Regions from separate parts of the Danio rerio genome. Here region 2 is linked to region 1. A link is a contact called in public HiChIP or PLAC-seq data. All regions are on one chromosome and are shown on one strand. Each heading gives the region's core, a stretch centred on a gene start, on an enhancer-like site or on the middle of the called end of the contact. The rest is flanking DNA. Distances are from core to core; before and after follow the strand shown.

Region 1 (7,104 bases), core at 3,395-5,894:
AACTAAATTAAAAATAAGGGATTATAAAAAATTATTTTGTTATTGCAATGTTAAAATATGTTTTCCTCACATAATTTATATAATAGTTAAGAAACTTATATTTTTAGAATTGTGTGTTATCACCCAGATGATGTATTATATATATTTTTTATTTTTTTATGTATTGTGTTTCTTTATGAGGCATCAGTGAATGTTTTCAGCATGTTATGATAGCTGTACGCTTTCCTCAGTTAACACCAGTGTAAAAAGACTGATCTCAAGTTTAGCTAGAAATTGGTTTGCATAAGATACAACTGACATTATTTTGGCAGTTTGACAAGTTTAACTGTACAGTGCAAATGTTAAACACAACTGTTCAGTCAGTGGTTATTTTCTTACCTGAGTTGTCTTTGAAGCTGGTGTGTGCCGGTTTATTGACGGTTCTGAACTCTTTAACGTTAGTGCTTTTGGTTCAGTTTCATCAGCCATTGTTTTGACGTTAAAATATTAGTCTAGGTAAAAAAATATAACGTTAAACATTCGCGTAGTAAAACACGTCTACTGTGATGGTTGATGCAAACGCCTCATAGATATTTATGTCTAAAAATACACTTATATTAAATGACACAATGGAGAAGTTCTCTTTATTACAGTCACCGCCATGTTTGTTTAGGAAGTCACTATAGTAACGGCGCGCCTCTTAAAGGCTCCTCATCCATCCAAGCGATTTAGGACAGAGGCTGTATTTTAAAAAGTCCACAAAACATAGTGTAAACATTTGTGTGTAGATTAATTCAAGTAATATAATTCAAATAGAATAGTAAAACAAATAAAAATTTAATATTTTAGTCTACCATGTGACAAAAGACAGCTGATAAAACAAACAATACTGAAGTGTTGTTGTTTTAGTGTTCTTTTAGTCTTTGTGGGATTTTTAGTGATTTATATTATAGTGTTTGTGTGTGTTTAGTCAATGTGATAGAGTTTGGATGATAGTGTTAAGTGATTTATATTTTTTGCATTATTTTTCGCCTATTAAAAGTACTGTATAACTTTTTAAACCTTTTTTAATTAAGCCAAATTTTAAGTGCATAAAAGTTATATCATAAGCAAAAGGCATTTTACAGTCAGTTTTGAATAAAAACACATTTGCAGTTTTATAATTTAAAAATTCTAAAAAGCAAAGGGTATAACGTTTGTAAGATACATTCACTCTTGTCTATAAATAAGTTATCCAAAAATAGCATGCACAGTCACACCTCTGCCTGAAGTTCAGGTATGTTTTGGCAGTTTTGAAGGGTGTAGCTGCCAAGCAAGATGATTTTCAAAATCCTCATCAATAAGCAAAGGGGTTTTGTGTTCTGCACTACTGCGCTCACCTGTGGATTATGAAATTTAATTGAGCTCATTGTAGGAATTTTTTAACCATAGCCTACCTTGGTTTATTGCTTCACACCCAGATACTGCATTACAAAACAACATTGTTTGCTCCGGCATGATCACTTACCCTGGACGGTTTGATTGGTCTGATTGTGTTATGAATTTATCATTAATACAATCTCTTACAATAATTCTCTAATAACACATAACACATAACATCATAAGGGGCAGTTGTTGCCAAATGATTAAAGAGTTAAAGACTTTTAATTCAGTTTGAGTCCCAGTATCACAGTATAATGAACAGTTTTCTAATACGTTTTATATAATGCCCTTTGAAGGCACCTAATTCACTGGACTGTGTGTGTGTGTGTGTGTGTGTGTGTGTGTGTGTGTGTGTGTGTGTGTGTGTGTGTGTGTGCGTGCGTGTGTGTGTGTGTGTGTGTGTGTGTGTGTGTGTGTGTGTGTGTGTGTGTGTGTGTGTGTGAGTGTGTGTTTGTGTGTGTGAGTGACTGAGAAAGACACACCTAAAAATAACAATAGAGCACCTGACAATACTCACTTCACTTCATTTCACTTCACTGGAGTACCAATGTTAAATTGACATAACCTCTAAAAACTGAATTAAAAAAATAACCTTCTAATCATACTAAGCTTCAAATATAGTCTAAATTGTACACTTCAAACAATAAAAATACAGTGTTTTAATAATTAATTACTAAATTGTTGTTTTTGATACATGTTGTGTGTGTTTTTAAGATGATTTGCTTGTTTATTTGGACATATACACTACCAGTCAAATTCTGTAATAATAATAAAAATAATAATAATAATAATGATAATAATAAGAATAATAATACAATTAATTACATTGATTTCTGGAAGATCATGAGACTCTAAAGACTGAAGTAATGAAGCTGAAAATGCATCATTAAAATCACTGGAATTAATAGTTAAATTACATGATAAACTACTTTTGAACAGTTATTCTATAGTTCAATAACATTTCACAATTTCAACAATTTGTATTGTATTTTTGATGAAATGAATGCAGCCTTGGTGAGCAGGAGAAGCTTATTTTAAAACATTTAAAAATCCTACTGACCCCAAACTTTTGACTGGTACTGTATGTGTACTCTACAGACAAACTCTCTCTCTCTCACACACACATTAGATGACACATATGCTATTTCTGTTTGAAATGAAAATTAAAATAAAATGTACAAAAGTTCTTCTATTTATTTTTTCATATCAAAATTCAAAACTGAACACTTGTGAAAAAATAACAGAATTGGAGGGAAACAATGTTTAATCATTATTCAGACATTTATTTAAATATAACCACATACTTTTTCTGGATAAATTAATTATTTGATTTTAATACATTTCTTGTAAACAACTGGATAAATTCCAAATGGTTTAAAGAAAGGTGACAAAATGGATTATAATTTTAAATATTGTATAAACTGTTATACTTAATTATATATTAGTGGCCTCTGTAAATCATGGTAAAATTATTATTATTATATTATTATTATCACTATTATTACAAATGCTCAAATTACAATTTCTAATGTACAACACTTGAAGATATACAAAACAATAGTTGCATGAAAACCACTTTGTTTTAACATTTACTGTATAATTCTGTATATGACTGTACTTAAAAACACATTTAAAAAACTTGACATACTGCTTTGCATGCTTGCTAGCTACACATGCCCCCATCAACATGAACAACATGCAACCTCTATTTTAGTGAAATAAACAATGTATTGGCTTACCACAGGAATTCAATCTGAACTCTGAATGCAAACCGCAAACATCACACTTACGTTACACCCCTGATAAGATAATGTGCTTCTTTCTGCAGACGTTTCAGATTAGGGACCAATATTTTTTAGCAATTCTGTCTTTGCGGCATATTTTCATAAGGAATTTTTTTAACATAACTGAAGTTGAATCAAGTTAATTCTGCAAATTACTCCGAATAAGATTCGTTTCTTAAATATGATACATCCAGTTGAAATGAATATAGGGTGGAAACCAATGAGACTTTTCAGGACATCATCATTAGCTGGGAGCAGACTTGATAGACCGGTGTTGCTGTGGTGGGTGTGTTGGTGAATTTTCGGTGCACTCCTCTGGATAACAGGCGGGTCCACACAGCGCATGAAACTGTCCTCCTGACAGTGTGTGAATGGTTTGTTTTTACCCAACCCAGTCAGGCGAGCACCACTTGATTCTGGGTGTCTGTCTGCGGGACGTGAAACGTCTTTAGCAACTGGGATATAGGCTGTTTTTACTAAAAGAAAAGTAAAGGGAATTATGGAGCTCAACGGAAAACCCAAGTCAATCGGTAAGTTTTGTATTGTTGTGCTAATAATGAGTAAGTAGTGAACGTATTTGATTTGAAGTATTGGGGTCTCGAAACGCTGATTTCATTTGCTTCTCTGTAGTTTTGTAGGTTAAACGGTTTTATTTAGCCTAGATCTGAAATGTAAATTGAGTAGCCTATGTAAATTTTGCAAAATTTTTGCGAAAACAATTTTTTCCTGGGATGTGTCCGTGGCATCATTGGAATAACATTTTGAGAACTTGAGAATTGCCATGTAGTCAAAGACAGAATTGAGAGTCCATTCATAATAAAACCTTATTAAACAGGCAACTTGCAAACAAACAAACAAACTTATGTTCCTTACAACATTTTCGGACACTTTAGCAAATTTCTTTTGCAGTCTGGATGCAGGCATGCAGTTGATCAGTGTCATGTGAGGATTTAACCAGAAGAAGGCGCGCCATCCCTATAGTTTGTGACGTTTGATGAAGTTTTATTATCTAATGATTAACCCCCTGTCGTGGAATAACTAATTGGTTTGCTGTTGGTCAGCATGCCTGTCTTTTAAAGAGCAGATAATTTAGCAAGAATTTGCTATAGGAGTCGAACGAAATTGAATCGTTTATTTAAACGTTTTGTTCCAAAGGTTCATCTACAGGAGGCGAAACCTTTGTAGACCACAATGTTACAAAGTTAAACCTTTGTCGGGAAGGATATTTTAGTTTCTTTTAAAGCGGTAAGAAAACATGATAGTCGATACAAATGTTACATACGTTTCTCTTGTTATTATGTCGTTGTTTTCTCTAAATACCACGGTGCTCGAGTCATAACATGTCCAACCGTTTTGCTGCGGAATGAGACGTACAGCAAGTGAGTCAAGATCGGTATGGTTTGGATCCCGCCCATAGAAAAAAAAAAACACAAACGTCATGGTTTTCTCCCGTCATGGTATTTTTCTAGTTAATGGAAATCGAATACGGGCTTTCGTGAAGGATTACGGCAATGTCTTGTCCATTTAAACCTCTCAAAAGGACGAAATCAGAGGAATTCATTTATCAGGAGAAGTCCAAGAACGTGTCAAAAGAGAATGGCAAGCGCATAGGTGGGTGCAGTTTTTAAGTCGGCCGATTCTGCAGTATCACTGTGCTGCTGACTTTCGTGACACTAATCCCAAAGAGTAAAGTGTGTACAGCACCAAAACATGGCATAGACTAGCTGTCGTTTTTTAGTTTTGTCAAACAATGGAACATCATTTAAGCAGTCTGAGCGTCTAGCTAAAGTTAAAGAGCTGTCTAGCTATTCATAAATGCCGTGGAAAGTAGTAGAAAAGCTCACAGTCCATTTATAAATGTTATAAGTAATGTTAAATGTAATAGAAAAGCTCACTATCTGTGTAAAATTAAGAAAAGAGCTCATTGTGAACATATATGATGTAAAGAATAAGAAAAGGGTTTACTGTGTACATGTTGTAAATGGTGTAAAATGTAACAAGTTACTACGTTTTTATATGCTGTCAGTGTGTACTGTCCACATATAAATGTTGTATGTGTAAAATGTAGATGAAAAACAGCTCACTGTCTGTTTATATATTCAACAGTGTAAAATTTAAAAGAAAATCTTACTGTCCATTTAAAAATGTATTAAAGAGTGTAAAAAGTAAGACGTACTGTAAATGTTGTAAAGAGTGTAGAAAGTAAGAGAAGAGCTCTTACTCCACCTATAAATGCTGTAAAAAGTGTAAAAAAATCAGAGAAGGGTTTACCATCATCAACATGTTCATGGGGAAAGGTTTACTGTTCACATTTGAATATTGTAACCAGTATAACACTTAAGAAAGGTTTAATGTCCACTTACAGTCTGCTCTAAATGTGAAAAAAAATGCAGAAAATGGCTCACTGACCCTTTATAACGCTGTAAATGGTGTAAAAGGTCATTAAGTGGTTATTCACTGTTGATAAAATAGTAATAAAAGCAGAAGTAGCATATGAAAAAGTGCAGTGCTTGGTTTTAAAAAAGAACAGTTTATTGCACAGAGTAAATATAGTTTATTGTGTAGAGTCAACCAAATCAGTGGGTGTAGTACAGTGGCAAATCAGATTTTGTTTGGTGTAAGAAGCTTCACTAAAGAGAAGAACTGATTTAAACACTGCATGGATATACTGAAGTTAGCTTTTAAGAGAAAGACATTATTTCGTAAGGATTGTACCGTTCTTCTTTTTGTTGTTTTGCTTTATGGTGGTAAATTAAATTTCACTAAAATATATCATACTTTATTATTTTGTGTATATTTTTATTATTTTATTTTTTTTTAAATATTGTAGGGTTATGACATTATACCAAGTAAGAATGAGCAGTTTTTGGGGTTGACTGGAGTTTAACTGTACATCTTTTGGCAACCTTTCAACGATGCAACGTTGCAAAAAAAAAAAAAAAAAAAAAACATAATAATAAAAAAATACTAATTAATGGAATTAAATTAAATGGAAGAGAATGAAAAGATTATCAAAACAGCTACAAAATCATAACTACAACTATCATATATTTCCCACTTCTTTACTATGCCTTAAAACTAAATACATTTGAATTACTGTTTTCATATATTTTGATAATCACAACGAAGCACCTTCATGTAATTTTAAATATAACTTTCATTTGATCCAAAAGAAAACTGAAGCATTGAATTTTGTTATATATTTGCCATTTAAACATGCTTACATGCATAGTAATGTTCAAACATATGTATGCAGTGCATATGTCGTACCTTTATTCAGACTAGCAGAGCTGCTGGAAGAGAAATGAACTTATAATGGCAACATAATTATGACTAATGTGTAATAAGATATGATTTTGAGGAAACAAGACCAAAAGTTGTCTGTCAGGTTAAATAAGGATTAAAAATATCAAAAATAGTTCATTAAGTTCTGCAAGTTTTTTGAAGCTGTATTTAGGTTTGAGTGAGGATCGGACTTCGCTATTGTTATTATGAAAATCTTACTTGACTGTAGCAGTGGAATCAATGGTGCATCAAGCATCAAATGCAATGCAGCAGCATTATTTATAAAACTATGATCAATTAGCCAATTACTTAACAACATATGTGTTTATTTTAAGCATAACGTATTAAGCAAAGTTAATCAAGTTTCATTGTAATTGTTTTATTAGCTTAAGTTAAAATTTTACAGCAACCATGTATTTTTTACAGTTAATGTGTCTTGTTTCAATCTTTAAGTCTGAGAAAAACTGACTGACTGATCATAATTCTTTTACCATGTATTTTCAGTGTAACAGCTGATATATTTTTAAAAAGTCATCATATTGTATACATATTTAGAGCCAGGATAATTTGATGACACTTTTTTTAATGATTAGAATGTAGCCCTGTAATACTATTCATAGTCTGTAAAAATCTT
Region 2 (7,104 bases), core at 1,216-3,715, 160 kb after region 1:
AAATGTGTCAGGAGCGCTTGGGAAAAGTGCCAGGCTGGAGGAGAAGATATTGATTTACTGGGCAGACTCCCTGAGATTTTTAGTGAGTAAAATAAATCTTAATTAGAAGCACTCCGAAATTGAAAGAGGAAATCAACTGAGACACGATAAATTCCTCAAGATATGCTACAGACATATGCTTCCGTTACAAACAGCAAATCTGAAATAACTCTATTATTTACAATTGACTTAAAACACACTTTTTATACCAAGTCATAAATGAAGTAAAATGAAGTCAATTAGTACAGAGACCCTTACTACTAGCAACACTTCTTGAAATACCTTTAAAGCAAATGGTTATATGAAGACAACAAACATCCAGGTGCTGTTCACACTGCTGAAAGCAACATTTGGATAAGAATGTAAACATGTGCTGCTAATTTGCTTCTTAATAACAAAATACATGAACAACAAAAATGGAAACAGCGTTCTCTAAAAGCATCTGATTTTAGCAATAATGTTGACAGATGACAAATAAATTTACACAGCTACAGTATGAAGCACATGATTATTAAGTTCTATCAAGTATAATGGAGAATCCAGACTATAGATCTGGCTTTGTGAGACTATATTTTGAATAAAACCCCTTTCTTGGCATGACAGAAAAGTACAGAAAGACTCTTTCAACATTATCTTTTATTTTAAGCATTCGTTTCATGTGTCAGAATCGAAGAGGTGATGTACATGTCACATCCTTTTGATTATCCCAGCAGAAATGCTCAGTCTTTCACATAAAAAGTTGTCAATAGGCATTCAAAACAACCTAAGAAGTCAAAGAGTTTTTTTTTAATTATTAAAATCTGTGGAATAGACTGCAATTCTTGTCTACAGCCATTTTAAATGTTTGTTTGTTTTTGTAGCATCCACAATGACTTTTCACATAGAAAACCATCCACACACCTAACCAGTACAATATTGTTATGTGAAAGGCGGGGAGGACATACATTTATAACTAAAGAGAGTCTAAAATCATCAAAAACACTACCTTATTATACATTATCTGAGCATAAGAAATACTAAAATTCCATACCACCATAAACAGCAAGTAAGGCAAAGCCAGTTCACAGTGCATTGATTTAAGGTTCAGTGGCATTAAATAATTTGATCCGCTTATTGAGGCTCCAGCACAAGCATTAAGACTGTTTGCTCTGATGCTTAGGAAAATAACTGTGTGCAAGTACAGTGCATTCATGTTAAACACATTGTTGCTTAATACTGTACCACAAAGAGACGGCCAGCAGGTTGGAAACAGTATAAGATTCTCAGAAAGGAACTGGCAACCATACATAATTTTCATATTCAGAACGCTCTTAAAAATAAATTTGACATGCATGAAAAACCTTTTCACATCCAAAAATTATTTCAGTTTCATAAAAGGTTCTTCATTCTTTATGTTATTATTTGGCCCTTCCAGGTTTATTTTTATATTGCTATGAATATATATAATAATAAAGATTTAAATAGATTTTTAATTTATATTACAGTAATTTATTTAGATTTGTTGATTCTTTTCCAGAAAATGACACTGGTCAAATGTTTTCATTTGTTGTGATCGGAAATAGAGATGTTTACAAAATAAGACAAAAAAATATTGTTTTACTCAAAAACAACTGGCCTATATTGCCATTTTGAGCACTATATATAAATATAATTTAGTTTTGCTAACCAATTGCCATTATCTGAAAAAAAATCTTCAAAATGACAGTAGATATATTTGAAAATAAGAAGAAATATTAACAGACCTTTATAGCTTCAAAATATATAAATGTTTTACTCAAACCCCCACCTAAATCCTGTGAATCTAGATAAACTGAGAATTGTCAAGCAGTCTCCTAATTTTTCATCCATAAATAATACTAATAACAATACAACTACTACTAATAATAAAAAATATTAGAAGTAGTAGATTTAAACAAAATATATTAATTTCATCAGCAGAAACGCCGCAGTTGATTCCGCTGTCAAAACAAAAACATCCTTCATCCAGTCACATTCACAGCCAATCGCCTTACCTTTTTCTTGGCAAGAAGAAAGGATCTCTTCCTCCTTTGGATTTGCTACCTGGGTAATGATGGACGTGTTGTCCATGGAAACGGGATTTTATTCCTCCTCGGTCACTTATGTTTTGATAATTTTCGGCTAGCCTGATGCTAGCGAGCTAGCGTGTGAGTCCAGATGGCAGACGCACCATACATGCATTCACCGCACACGATCCTCCAGCACCGCATCCAAATAAACACACACACGCACGCACACACGCACACACACCGCACAAACAGCAGATCCTCCTGTCAGACCGCAGAAACTAGCAACAGTTCAGCCTTCATGTCCTGTGAGGTCTATGGAGATCAGTGACAGTGTGTAATAACAAAGAGTCTGATCTGCAGCCGCTCTTTTCTCTCCCCGTATGTGTGTGTGTGTGTGTGTGTGTGTGCGCGCGCACACACAAACTAATGTGACCGTGTGAAACTGGGATTTGCAACAATGTAGCCTACTGTGGTAACAACTACAGTGAGAATGACCTGCTTTTGGAAAGACATTGTTGATGTTAAAAACACGGGGGGAATTAAGGTAAGGCACTGCAGGTGAGTATGGTAAAAAATAAAATAAAATCAAATAGGCCTAATTAAAAATAAATAAAATAATAATAATAATAATGATAATATAGGTTAATCAGTCAGATGATGTATAACAATATTCCCAAATAACCTTCAAATTATAGACATAAGTAAATCTTTAAAGTTTGGTGTATGTATATATTTATACGTACAAATTAAATTATACAAAATGTAAAAGTGAATTTTGGATGTTTTGTTTAAACCAGGAAAAATGAGAGAGAGAGAGAGAGAGAGAGAGAGAGAGAAAGAGGTCTTAGATTAATTCATTGTGATATTGTGTTATTGAAGTTTACATTACTTGGTGATCATAGTTTTACTTAATATCAGCTAAGCTGTCAGAAGAAGCAGAGGCAAACAATAAATTTCATGACAATATTCTAATTTAGGATGTCACGATGGCACAGTGGGTAGCACGATCGCTTCACAGCAAGAAGGTCACTGGTTCGAGTGGGTCAGTTCAGTTGTCATTTCTGTGTGGATGTTCTTCTCCTGTTCACATGGGTTTCCTCGGGTAAGCTAAATTGTCTGAAGTGTATGGGTGTGAATGAGTGTGTATGGGTGTTTCCTATTGTTGGGTTGCAGCTGGAAGGGCATCCGCTGCGTAAAACAGATGCTGAAAAAGTTGGCGGTTCATTCCACTGTGGCGACCCCAGATTAACAATACTGTAGGACTAACCTGAAAAGAAAATGAATGAATGAATAAATGAATTAAACTATTTTAATTAATCCCTTATGCATGTTTTCTACAAAAGTAACAATTAAATGTTTTAATTAAACAAAAATAATAATAATATTACATTATTTCTAAAAACAACAACGTAATATGCTCTACAAAAAATAAACATCTTGAATTTTTTTAAACAAATAATATACAAAATATATAATTAAATCATATTTCTATTTCATTATTTAAAAACATTGTGCAATGTATGCCCTGCAACACACACAAACACACACACACACACACACACACACACACACACACACACACACACACACACACACATCAGTTTTCATTTTGTTTTCTATACAAAAGAATATTTAAATTATTCATTCATTCCTTCATTTTCTTTTTGGCTTAGTCCCTTTATTAATCCGGGGAAAATACTTCTAAAATATATAAAATAAAATTTCACATTAAACTGTTTAATTACTCCCAGGTTTGTTTGTATTTTTTTAACTGGCTTTTAAAATATTTGCAGTATATGTTACCAGTTTTCTTAGTTGCTTAATCTGTAAACATCAGATATGACGAATAAAAAAAATCTTAAAGATAAAAGCATAAAGTACACATCTGTGGTTTAAAGGGAAATGCTTTTGCCGAGATACTAAGAGAATTCGCAGTGATTTCAGAAATCTTTTAATGACAGAGAGAAAGAGAGAGTGAAAAAGAAAGAGGTGGGAGGGTTATTGAATATTTTATGAAGGTGGGTGTTTGATCTTAATGTTTAATAAGGCTGGCTGTGTGATGCAATCGTCACTTCGGATGGTTTTACAGCTTTTTTAAATACTCTTATCACATTTTTATAGCCTTTGTACTCATCATGCAATATTAATAAAAGCGATTATGTAAATATAAATGAAAACATTTCAACAGTCAATAAAACAAATAACATTTTGTGTGTGTTGGTCTTATGTAGAGTTGTTAAGTGTGTTAAATGTGTTGACAGTGTTTACATTCTGGCGAATGGCTTTAGTGTAAATAAAAAATGGATTTACTAAATAGTTTTTCCATGGTTGTTGTAACAAGGCAATATTTAAATGTGTGCTTATACTGACATCTGGTGGCTAAATAGTAAATTGTTAGTTTTGTTATTTTATTATTATTTTTTTTAAACTTTAGTCAATATTCAAGCCTTGACAAGTGCATTTTGGAATTAGTTTTAATTTATTTATTTATTTATGTATTTACAGTTGATGCCTCATATTCTAAAACATTTGGCTGACTATCAAGTCCTGGTTAAAAAACCTGGTTCGGAGGTGATAATAAATAAAGGCTCAACTGAAGTGAGTTCGATTAATTTAGTAGATGCTTACACCAGATTTACACAAATTATGAACACTTAAAAACAAACATTTCACCTGAAGACATTAATTTATTATGTTATGTTATGTTATGTTATGTTATGTTATGTTATGTTATGTTATGTTATGTTATGTTATGTTATGTTATGTTATGTTATGTTATTTTATGGGCAATGCAGTGGCGCAGTAGGTAGTGCTGTTGGCTCACAGCAAGAGGGTCGCTGGTTTGAACCTCAGCCTGCGTAAAAATGTGCTGGATAAGTTGGCAGTTCATTCCACTGAAGCGACCTCAGATTAATAAAGCGACTAAGCCGACAAGAAAATGAATATTATATTATATTATATTATATTATATTATATTATATTATATTATATTATATTATATTATATTATATTATATTATATTATATTATACATTTTAGTGTAAGGAAAAGCAGTCTTAGTCTTTGACTTAGTCTTAGTGAAGAACTTGGCAGCTTCTATACTGTCTATCCACACTGATTGATAACTAAAATTATAAAAGTGTTATTAGTAATATCCTGAACTACTCAAGTCTTGAACTCTACATCATCCATCATCAGTGTAAAGCTGCACTCCATCTTACTAAAGTTCAAACTACTGCACCAACTGCAAAGAACTTGACTATGAAACCAATGCTTATACAGGTATTCAATGCTCAAAACTCAAAGTATTTTTTAAATTATATATATATATATTTGTTCAAATTAGTAAATAAATGTATTCATTCATTCATTTTATTCTTTTAGATGGTTACTCAATATTTATTTAGAAAAAAATATTTATAAATTAGACTACATACATATATATATATTCATTATTAGTATATTAGTATATTAGTTATTAGCGACACAGTGGCGCAGTAGGTAGTGCTGTCACCTCATAGCAAGAAGGTCACTGGTTCGAGCCTCGGCTGGGGTCAGTTGGCATTTCTGTGTGAAGTTTGCATGTTCTTCCTGCGTTCGCGTGGGTTTAAATCGCGAGGCTAAATTGTCCGTAGTGTGTGTGGATGTTTCCCAGGGATGGGTTGCGGCTGGGAGGGCATTCGCTGCATAAAAACATGCTGGATAAGTTAGCGGTTCATTCCGCTGTGGCGACAACGGATTAATAAAGGGACTAAGCCGAAAAGAAAATGAATTAATGAATTAATATAAGTTATCAGTATATTGTTTAATTGATCAATATTTTATCAAAATGTATTTAGATTTTTTTTACTAATTTTAAATCATTATTAAAATTACTAAATTTATTACTAACTGTAATGTTAATACATTATTTAACAATACTTAAAAATGTATTTTTTTATTTTTTTTATTATATTAGTAATAAAATGTAAAAAATATATTTATTTATTTATCTGTTTAACAAGTTTAAAAAGATTAGAAAATATTTATTACAACAATTTATTTTTCAGTTTATTTAATTAAAATAGAGAATTAATGTAAATCAAAAATTTATTATTAGTGAGTCGATCTGTTATTATTAGTATATAACAAACATTAAATATTCTTTTAAAAGTTTATTATTAAAAATAACTTTGAAATAGTAAAATTTACTAGTATATTATTTTGCTATTAGTAACTATTGATTGATGTATTTGTTTAAAAAGTTATGTTGCTTAAAAGGTGCAGAAAATATTATTTTAAATAGTTTATTGTCAAATTAAATTAATCAGATTAATTATAAGTTAGTCAATTCAATTCCTTTTATGGAATACCTAATACGCATTAAACATTTAAAATTTTGCAATTAATTATATAATTTATGTTTGCTTGTTTGATTGATTCTTTGTTTGCTTTAGTTTAGTTTCCACTCTTCTTGCCATTTTATAATATAAAGAAATAGAATGAAAAAGATTTCATAGGATATTTAGTTTTTTACATAATGTGATAAAATGACAGTATGTGGCAAAAAGAAATTACAGCGAATCTGCCATTTAAAAAGAAAATGTCGAAAGTGTCGAACAGAATCCCCTCCGAGACTTACTCATTTCTGGAGATTTCATCATTCAGTTCCGCTCTGCGGTCGGTCGCTCCTCCTCCTCTCGGTCCATGCTGTCTGTGTGTAGCGCAACATCAGCACTGCTCCTCAGGACCGGTATATTTATCGTCCGCGCGGTTCCGAGGGTCAGAACCAGTCCCGTTCATCTGTGCGGCTCCTCACCCACCAGAGTGCTCTCCCTGTCGGCCCATTTGTGCAAGAAGAAGAAGAGAAGCGCGTGGCTGGAGATGACGGAAGGACAAAATATGGATGGCAGCATTGAGGAGATTTTGGCTCCATTGAGGCTGGCAGTAAAGGAGCAGGTAAGAAAAAGGGTTATGATGAGAAATAAAAACATGCATATGCGATTTGCTGGATTATTGATTGATTGTTAGAGCTCTGCATTGCAAAGCTTTGCTTTTAT

Evidence for each region. HiChIP or PLAC-seq counts read pairs in DNA pulled down with a chosen protein or histone mark.
Region 2: a contact with region 1 is called in an H3K4me3 HiChIP or PLAC-seq map of gastrula embryo, with 4 times the contacts expected there. The contact joins the promoter of ctdspla here to the promoter of plcd1a in region 1. A contact is called at or near these places in 2 of 18 Hi-C or Micro-C datasets (hematopoietic stem cells and an unstated tissue) and 2 of 4 datasets of contacts at active chromatin or transcription factors (embryo and gastrula embryo).

Annotation. Positions count from the first base shown.
Region 1 is chr24:24,240,803-24,247,906 of GRCz12tu, forward strand. plcd1a (phospholipase C, delta 1a) reads left to right here and starts at 4,645. Exons shown (of 15, transcript NM_001109700.1): 1 at 4,645-4,796. The coding sequence starts at 4,697. It overlaps dlec1 (DLEC1 cilia and flagella associated protein), which reads right to left and starts at 652. Exons shown (of 38, transcript XR_012399278.1): 1 at 379-652.
Region 2 is chr24:24,401,764-24,408,867 of GRCz12tu, forward strand. ctdspla (CTD (carboxy-terminal domain, RNA polymerase II, polypeptide A) small phosphatase-like a) reads right to left here and starts at 2,466. Exons shown (of 7, transcript NM_001045447.2): 1 at 2,052-2,466. The coding sequence starts at 2,127. gars1 (glycyl-tRNA synthetase 1) reads left to right here and starts at 6,712. Exons shown (of 17, transcript NM_001386453.1): 1 at 6,712-7,003. The coding sequence starts at 6,752.